Regions from separate parts of the Macaca mulatta genome. Here region 1 is linked to region 2. A link is a contact called in public Hi-C data. All regions are on one chromosome and are shown on one strand. Each heading gives the region's core, a stretch centred on a gene start, on an enhancer-like site or on the middle of the called end of the contact. The rest is flanking DNA. Distances are from core to core; before and after follow the strand shown. Region 1 overlaps WNK1 (WNK lysine deficient protein kinase 1). Region 2 holds the start of NINJ2 (ninjurin 2).

Evidence for each region. Hi-C and Micro-C count contacts between places; a contact is called where the count stands out from the background.
Region 1: a Hi-C map of CD4 T cells shows a contact between it and region 2, with 2.6 times the contacts expected there. The contact joins the enhancer-like site here to the promoter of NINJ2 in region 2. A contact is called at or near these places in 2 of 14 Hi-C or Micro-C datasets (CD4 T cells and cortical neurons).

The regions. Positions count from the first base shown.
Region 1 is chr11:1,596,570-1,599,935 of T2T-MMU8v2.0, reverse strand. All of the region lies in intron 2 of WNK1 (WNK lysine deficient protein kinase 1), which reads right to left. Among named protein-coding and RNA genes, the nearest start is that of WNK1, 64 kb to the right of the region's middle. Within about 2 kb of position 1,320, at least 4 of the 40 cell types and tissues checked have an H3K27ac peak or open chromatin away from gene starts, as enhancers often do. A contact at or near this core is called in CD4 T cells, where this site is marked.
Region 2 is chr11:1,438,515-1,442,092 of T2T-MMU8v2.0, reverse strand. It overlaps NINJ2 (ninjurin 2), which reads left to right and starts at 1,348. Exons shown (of 4, transcript XM_015150712.3): 1 at 1,348-1,602. The coding sequence starts at 1,435.

The sequences.
Region 1 (3,366 bases), core at 71-2,570, 160 kb before region 2:
CACTCTGTCACCCAGGCTAGAGTGCAGTTGGCTCACTGCAACCTCCACCTGCAGGGTCAAGCGATTCTCTTGCCTCAGCCTCCTGAGTAGCTGAGATTACAGGTGCCCGTCATCACACCCAGCTAATTTTTGTATTTTTAGTAGAGACAGGGTTTTACCATGTTGGACAGGCTGGTTTCGAGCTGACCTCAGGTGATCCTGACCTCAGATGATCCACCCACCTCGGCCTCTCAAAGTGCTGGGATTACAGGTGTGAACTACCACACCCGGCCTTAATCCAAATTTTCTAACTCATATATTCCCATCTTATTTTTCAGCTATGGGTGTTTTACCTGCTTCAATGTAAATACACATACAGAACAAAGGTAGAAACTCAAAAGGTCCAAAAAGCATGTATTTTGGAGTTAATTCCCATTCCTTCCCAATTTGGCTCTCCAAATGCTGCCAATGGTCCTAGTTACTCATTCTTCCAGAAATGAATATGAATGTTTTCAACCTACTTGCTTAGGAATCTGTATACATTCTCAATCAGAATTCTTAAATTCTGAAATTTTTCTTTTCTCATTCTCTCTACTTTTTCATTTTTATTTTTGAGATGGAGTCTCGCTGTGTCACCCAGGCTGGAGTGCAGAGGCACGATCTCGGCTCACTGCAACCTCCACCTCCTGGGCTCAAGTGATTCTCTGCCTCAGCCTACAGAGTAGCTGGGATTACAGACAAACCCCTTTTAGATAATTAAATCTAACTGGGTATTCTCACTACTGTGTCATCCTCTTTTAATATTTTCTGTCTTTTTTGTGCCTTCTGTTGCTCATTTCTTTATAGTTATTATTCCTGTCAATTTAGTCTGTTGTTTAACCATTAAACCATTTAAGTTTGAATTTTAATGTTCACATTTCTAGAAGTTCTTCAGAAGCTTTTAAATTATGCCTGTCTTTTTTTTCTTTGATGGTGTCTTATTCCTTCAATTCCTTCTTTTCTTTTATACACTTCATATACACTTACATATATCTTTACTGACATCATTATGTAAATAATTGTAATCACTTTCAGACTTGTCCATAATATCTTTAATTGTTGAAGTGCTATTTTCTGGTTGTGTCTATTCACCTTCATTGGTATGATCTGTAATTTAATTGTGAGGTCATCTTCTCTGGAAACTGTTTTGCCTCTGGACAGTGACCAAGGAACTGTGAAAATGTCCCTGGGAGTTTTCTTTCAGTTCCTGATCAATTATGATGTACGTTCTTTGGTTTGGGACTCCTGTACCAAGTAGATGGTATAAATTTATGTTACAGCGCCATCTACATATGAGATGGAAGAATACCAAACAGGCTGGGCACCGTGGCTCATGCTTGTAATCCCAGCAGTTTGGGAGGTCAAATCGGGATAAGGCCAAATCGCGATGAGCTCAGGAGTTTGAGAGCAGCCTGGGCAGCAAAATATACACTGTCTCTACCAAAAAAAAAAATAATTTTTTTTAATTAGCCAGGTATGGTGGTGAGCAACTATAGTCCCAGGTACTCGGGAGGCTGAGGTGGAAGGATTCCCTGGGCCCAGGAGTTTGAGGCTGCAGTGAGCTATGATTGTGCCGCTGCACTCTGTCCTGGGCAACAGAGTGAGACCCTGTCTCCAAAAAAAAAAAAAAGAAGATTACAGAATAATTAAGAACACTGGTAGCATCTGATGGGAATTTCTATTTTTCATAGGTCTCCCCTCTTATCCACAGTCTTCTGCACACAGGTAAAATTCCTTGCAGCTTTCACTGGCTAGGGCATTAAGGTCTCTCTTTTCATGGATAATTCAGTTTTTTGACACAGGCTACGTTCTAGCTCCCCTCTCTACCTAGTTCTAAGGCTTTCTGTCCTTGCATGGACATTAAAATTAGCATCAACTTCTCAACCAATATGTGGTCTAAAATCCCAGAGTATAAGTTCCTGTTTTGGCTTCGAGTTATCTCTGCTTATTATCTGGAGGTTAACCTCTCTTTCCTTAAAGCTTAGATATGTATTGGAAAAAACTTTTATTATATTCCACATTTCAGTTTGTTGCTGGGGGACAGCCATTCCACGGGGGCTTACCCCACTATGTTACCCAAAGCCCCTCAGTATAGTTTTTTAAACAAGTAAACCATTGTATTTTAGAGTAATCTTAGGCATGCCAGACAAACAGTTGACAACCAACTAAGTATCCAAACCAATGGAAAGAATCTCAAGATGTACACATAATTACTACCACATAATTCTCCTTAATTCATTCAAACGCTTATCATTCAGTATTAGGTACTTCCACTAGAATGTGATATATAGCACTTGTTCATAGTGCTAGGTATATAGTGCTAGTTAGCACATTCTAGTGGAAGAAAAGAGAATATCAAGAAGCCTATCTAACAAGGATAAAGGTATTGCCATAAACAAGTGTGGAAGTTGGATAAAGAAATTAGAATTTGCAGGACAGAAATGATCTGTTAATGTTTCAACATGTTAACTGTAAGCATTTCAGAATACATGCAAGTGACTATATCCAGGTGCTATAACACTGTATTCCAATGATCTGGAATTAATCAGCTCAGCAGTATTAACTTTAACAATTAATAAAGAATATATCGCCACAGTGACAATTTTAAAATATCGAATTTCACCAAATAAAAAATTTATACAAGATAACTTAAAACAGGTTCTTCTCTGGGTAAAAATAGATCCTCTAAGACACCAGGGGTCCCCAACCACTAGACCACAGGTTGATACCAGTCCATGGCCTTTTAGGAACTTGGCCACATAGCAGGAGGTGGGTGGCAGGCAAGGAAGCAAAGCTTCATCTGTATTTACAGCTGCTCCCTCATTGCTCGCATGACCACCTGAGCTCTGCCTCCTGTCAGCAGCATTAGATTTCTCATAGGACCATGAACGCTACTGTAAACTGTGGATGCAAGGGATCTAGGTTAAGCGTTCTTTATGAGAATCTAATGCCTGATGATCTGTCCTGTCTCCCATCACCCCCAGATGGGACAGTTTACTTGCAGGAAAACAAGCTCAGGGCTCCCACTGATTCTACATTATGGTGAGTTCTATAACTACTTCATTATATATTTTAATGTGATAATAATAGAAATAAAGTGTACAATAAATGTAATGTGCTTGAATCATTCCAAACTCTCCCAACCCCCACCCCCCACACCAATTCATGGAAAAACTGTCTTCCACGAAACCAGTCCCTGGTGCCAGAAAGGTTGGGGACTGCTGCTCTAAGAAACCTGGGATTACAAAGGCATACTCCAACTTTTACCAAAAGCTCTTTACAGTAAGTAATGAGAAATTTCTGCATTAAACCTTTTTCCGTGAAAGGAATGACAGAACTAGCTATCTG
Region 2 (3,578 bases), core at 99-2,598:
TTAGAGATGGGGGCCACTGAGCTGCTGTAGTGGGATGGGGGCGCATACAAGTCAAAGCCAGGTCTCAGGACGGTCCGCATTGCCACGAGCCAAGGTAGCGCAGACAGCAAGGGAGACCACTGGATCTCAAAAGCAGAAAGAGAATCACCCATGAGTGACTCTAGCCCAGTATCAGACATCAGCCACCAGTGCCAGCAGGAGACCCTGGAGGAGGACCTGTGTCTCCTTAGCAGTCAGCAACTCGGGCAGGCCCATGGGCCCAGCAGCTCCAGGACAGAAACGAGCAGAGATGGAGAGGCCACAGGATAGATCCAAGAACCGTCCACAGCCCACTCGTCCCATGCAACTAGATGCCAACTTCTGCAAATCCGAAAGACTGAGCATGTGTCTAAAGTGGACTGTTTACCATTTAAATGAATAAATCCAACTATGCTTCATAGATTAGACTAAAATATGACCCCCATCCAATTGTCCAACCCTCCCTCGCACCACTGTCCAGAGGGATGGGAACTTATAAAGGCATTTCATAGAACTGAAGAAATCACTTTTTTTTTTTTTTAACATTTGAATGTGGTGAGAGTAAACGTGTGACTCTGCCTGTTTTCCTCCCGCCCGCACCTCTTTAAGCCCCGAATTGGATTACAGGTTAACACCCTGCCACGCACGTCTACGGACATCCCCACACCCACACGTGCACAAGCTTGTGTCTAAACCTTGCTTCAGGAACAAACCAGAAGAGTTTTGGGTTCTAAGGTAAACAGGAGAGAAAAAAAAGAAACTTTCTAAAAAAAGACTCGCCCCTGGTAAGTTTATTTTAAAAGCAGGGAGAATACTGCTACTTGCATAAACGGGCTTCGAAGGTACACCTTCTCCCTGCTCCCTCTATGGCTAATCAAGGGAGGAGTTGAAGGAATCAAACAATTTGTCAATAAAAACATATTGTTTACTCACTTTGTAGAATACAGCCTATGCTTTGGAGCCTATTAGGTAAACTACAATTTTTTAAAAAACTTTCAGGGATATAGGGAACGAAGCAAAGAACAACGGAAATCCCGATGCCTCAGTATTGAGACTTGCTGGAGGTCACCCCACCCGTGGGGACTGGGGACCCCACTCAGCGGTGAAGTCAGATAGTGTTGTCCTCAGGCTGTTTTTCCATTTCCTTGATAAATACCCAGGGTTTCTTTGCCAGCCGTAAAGCTCCTAGCTCAAAGCAGGCTGGTGACTTCAGAGGGCTCCGCTGGGACCGGAAGGTCACTGGAGCCACTGGTGAAAATCATGCTGTCACTACCAACCCAGAAGGCCACCTCTCAGTGTGCCAGGTGCCACCTCCTGCAGCACACACATGTGCACACACACACACACGCGCGTGTGCCTGTGTACACCTCCCCCAGGGGCTGCAGCCAAGACGGGCATCCCACATCAGAGGGATGAATGGCAGGTCTGTCCCGCCAGCTGTGTGCTCTCTCCTATCCGAAAGCCGCAGAGACTCAGACGGCAGAGCCTGGAGGAGCCCACGCAGTCTGTTCCCGGCACCCGGTGCGTGTGAAGGGACTTGAGGACAGCGAGATGGAATCAGAAAGAGAAGTCATCAACCTTCAAGTAAGTTCTCTCTGGAAGAGAGGCCGAGGGGAAATCGGGAGTAGAGGTGAAGCTGGAAGAACAGAGGGTTGATACTTTAGCCACTTGATAGTCTCCCTCCCCGTTCTCTTTCTCACTCACCCCCGTCTCCAAACGCTCCCTAGACTTTGTCTCTTTATTTTCTCTTTCTCTCCATTTCCCTGTCTGGTTCTTCACTTGTTTTGAAATATCTGAAAAACAGATTGGTTAAATCCCTTTTGGCCTCTGCTTCCTCGTCAGTCAAAAAGCTAATTAGCTCCGTATTACCAGAAAACGATTTCACATTCTGAGCTGTGCTTTCCCCAAGCCCCAGGACAGCAGACACTTCCCTCCGAGCTGCCGGGCAGTTCTTTGGAGACAGGAAAGATACGAGTTTTGAGGCTAGGAAGAGAGGCAGCTGGCCAACTTGGCATTTTACAGGTTGGAAAAAACTTGAGCCGTTTCTCGGCTGTCATCACAAAGCTCTACTGTGTGGGACAGAAAGCGTCTCATTCGGACAGTTGCAAGGAAAGGAAATCAGTCTAATCTCCTAGGAAGAGGCAGAGATGTGTGTCCCTCTCTAGCTGGAATGGGCTTGGAAGGCATCGGAGGTTCCAGTCCACCACTGGAGGGGAAAGGGGTGGGATGTTACGGTGAGAGGAGAGCCAGATTGCTGGGAGCTGTACTCCGACTCCCTGTCAACAGGTAGAATAGAATCAACCCTTCTATGACCACTGCTGTAACCACTGTGTAACATTTCAGAGAATCAAACAAAGTGTGGAAAAGGACTTTTGAGATCAAGAATTTCTGATCCTTGAACCTGGTCCTCGAACAAAATCTTAGGCAGCCACCCAATATAGACTTCAGATTAAAGAAGAGCTCTTTTGTTGAAGCAGAGTATGTGCATGCGTCTCTCTCTCTCTCTCTCTCTCTCTCTCTCTCGTTCTCTGTGTGTGTTTTGGGCAGGTTGGCGTGAGTCTGGCAGAGTCTCCGTCCTTGGCCCCTCCACCATTGAGGCACCACGAGGGAACTCGCAGGACTGCTTGGTGTGCTGTATCAAAACCATTCACCAAGTACAACTGCATACCCAGTGTTGTTCTCCTGGATTGGCAGCCAGCCCCGACAGCGGTCCCACCGCGAGGCTTGCTGGTCCCTCTGTCTGGAACCTTCTTTCCCTGGCTTATCTCCTGACTGGCCCTTCCTAGTACATTCAGGTCTCAGCTCAAATGCTACTTCCCCAGGGAGACCTCCTCTGACCAACCTCTTTACAGGATGCCTCCTCCCCAGTTTGTCTTTATCATTTGTTTAATTTCTTTCACAGCACTGCTCACCACCTAAAGTTACATCGCTTATTTATTTAGTATGTATTGCCTGTCACTCTCACTAGGACACAAGATCTCTGAGATCAGGGCCTCCCTGTTTTATTCACTGCTGCAGCCCTCGTGCATGAGGCAACTCTTGGTACACACTAAGTGCTTTAGAAAACATTTGCTAAATGAATGAGTTAAGGAAGCCATGAGTTGGAGAGGCTCTGAGATAGGAATAAGGTCACTTAATTGGCCCAAGACCTCCAGTCCATGTCTTCTGTCCCTGGTGTGTGTTTTCTTCTTACTTCTAGTTCTTGCCTCTATAAGATCCTTGGTTGTTAAGGAAACGGTGTTGCTGCTTATTATTCTCAGAAGAGCAAGTTTCTTATGTGCTAATGGGTTGAACAATCTAGAGTTACAGACTAAGGACTTTGCATCTGAACCAGAGGTTCAGAAGGAAAGAGGTGGTGGGAGGAAGGAGAAGGAAATGACTGGCTAGGCTTGATGAATGTCTATCTCTAGCAGGTAACTAAGGTGTCAGTGTGCCTTTCTCTTCATTTGTCATCCAGCCTCTTCCAATATGCTATTTGATTCTTGTATCTTACTCACATTTTCCTTTGGTCAGAAGGTTATCCATTATTTTCTACAATTTCTTGTCCACCTTTGGCTGGG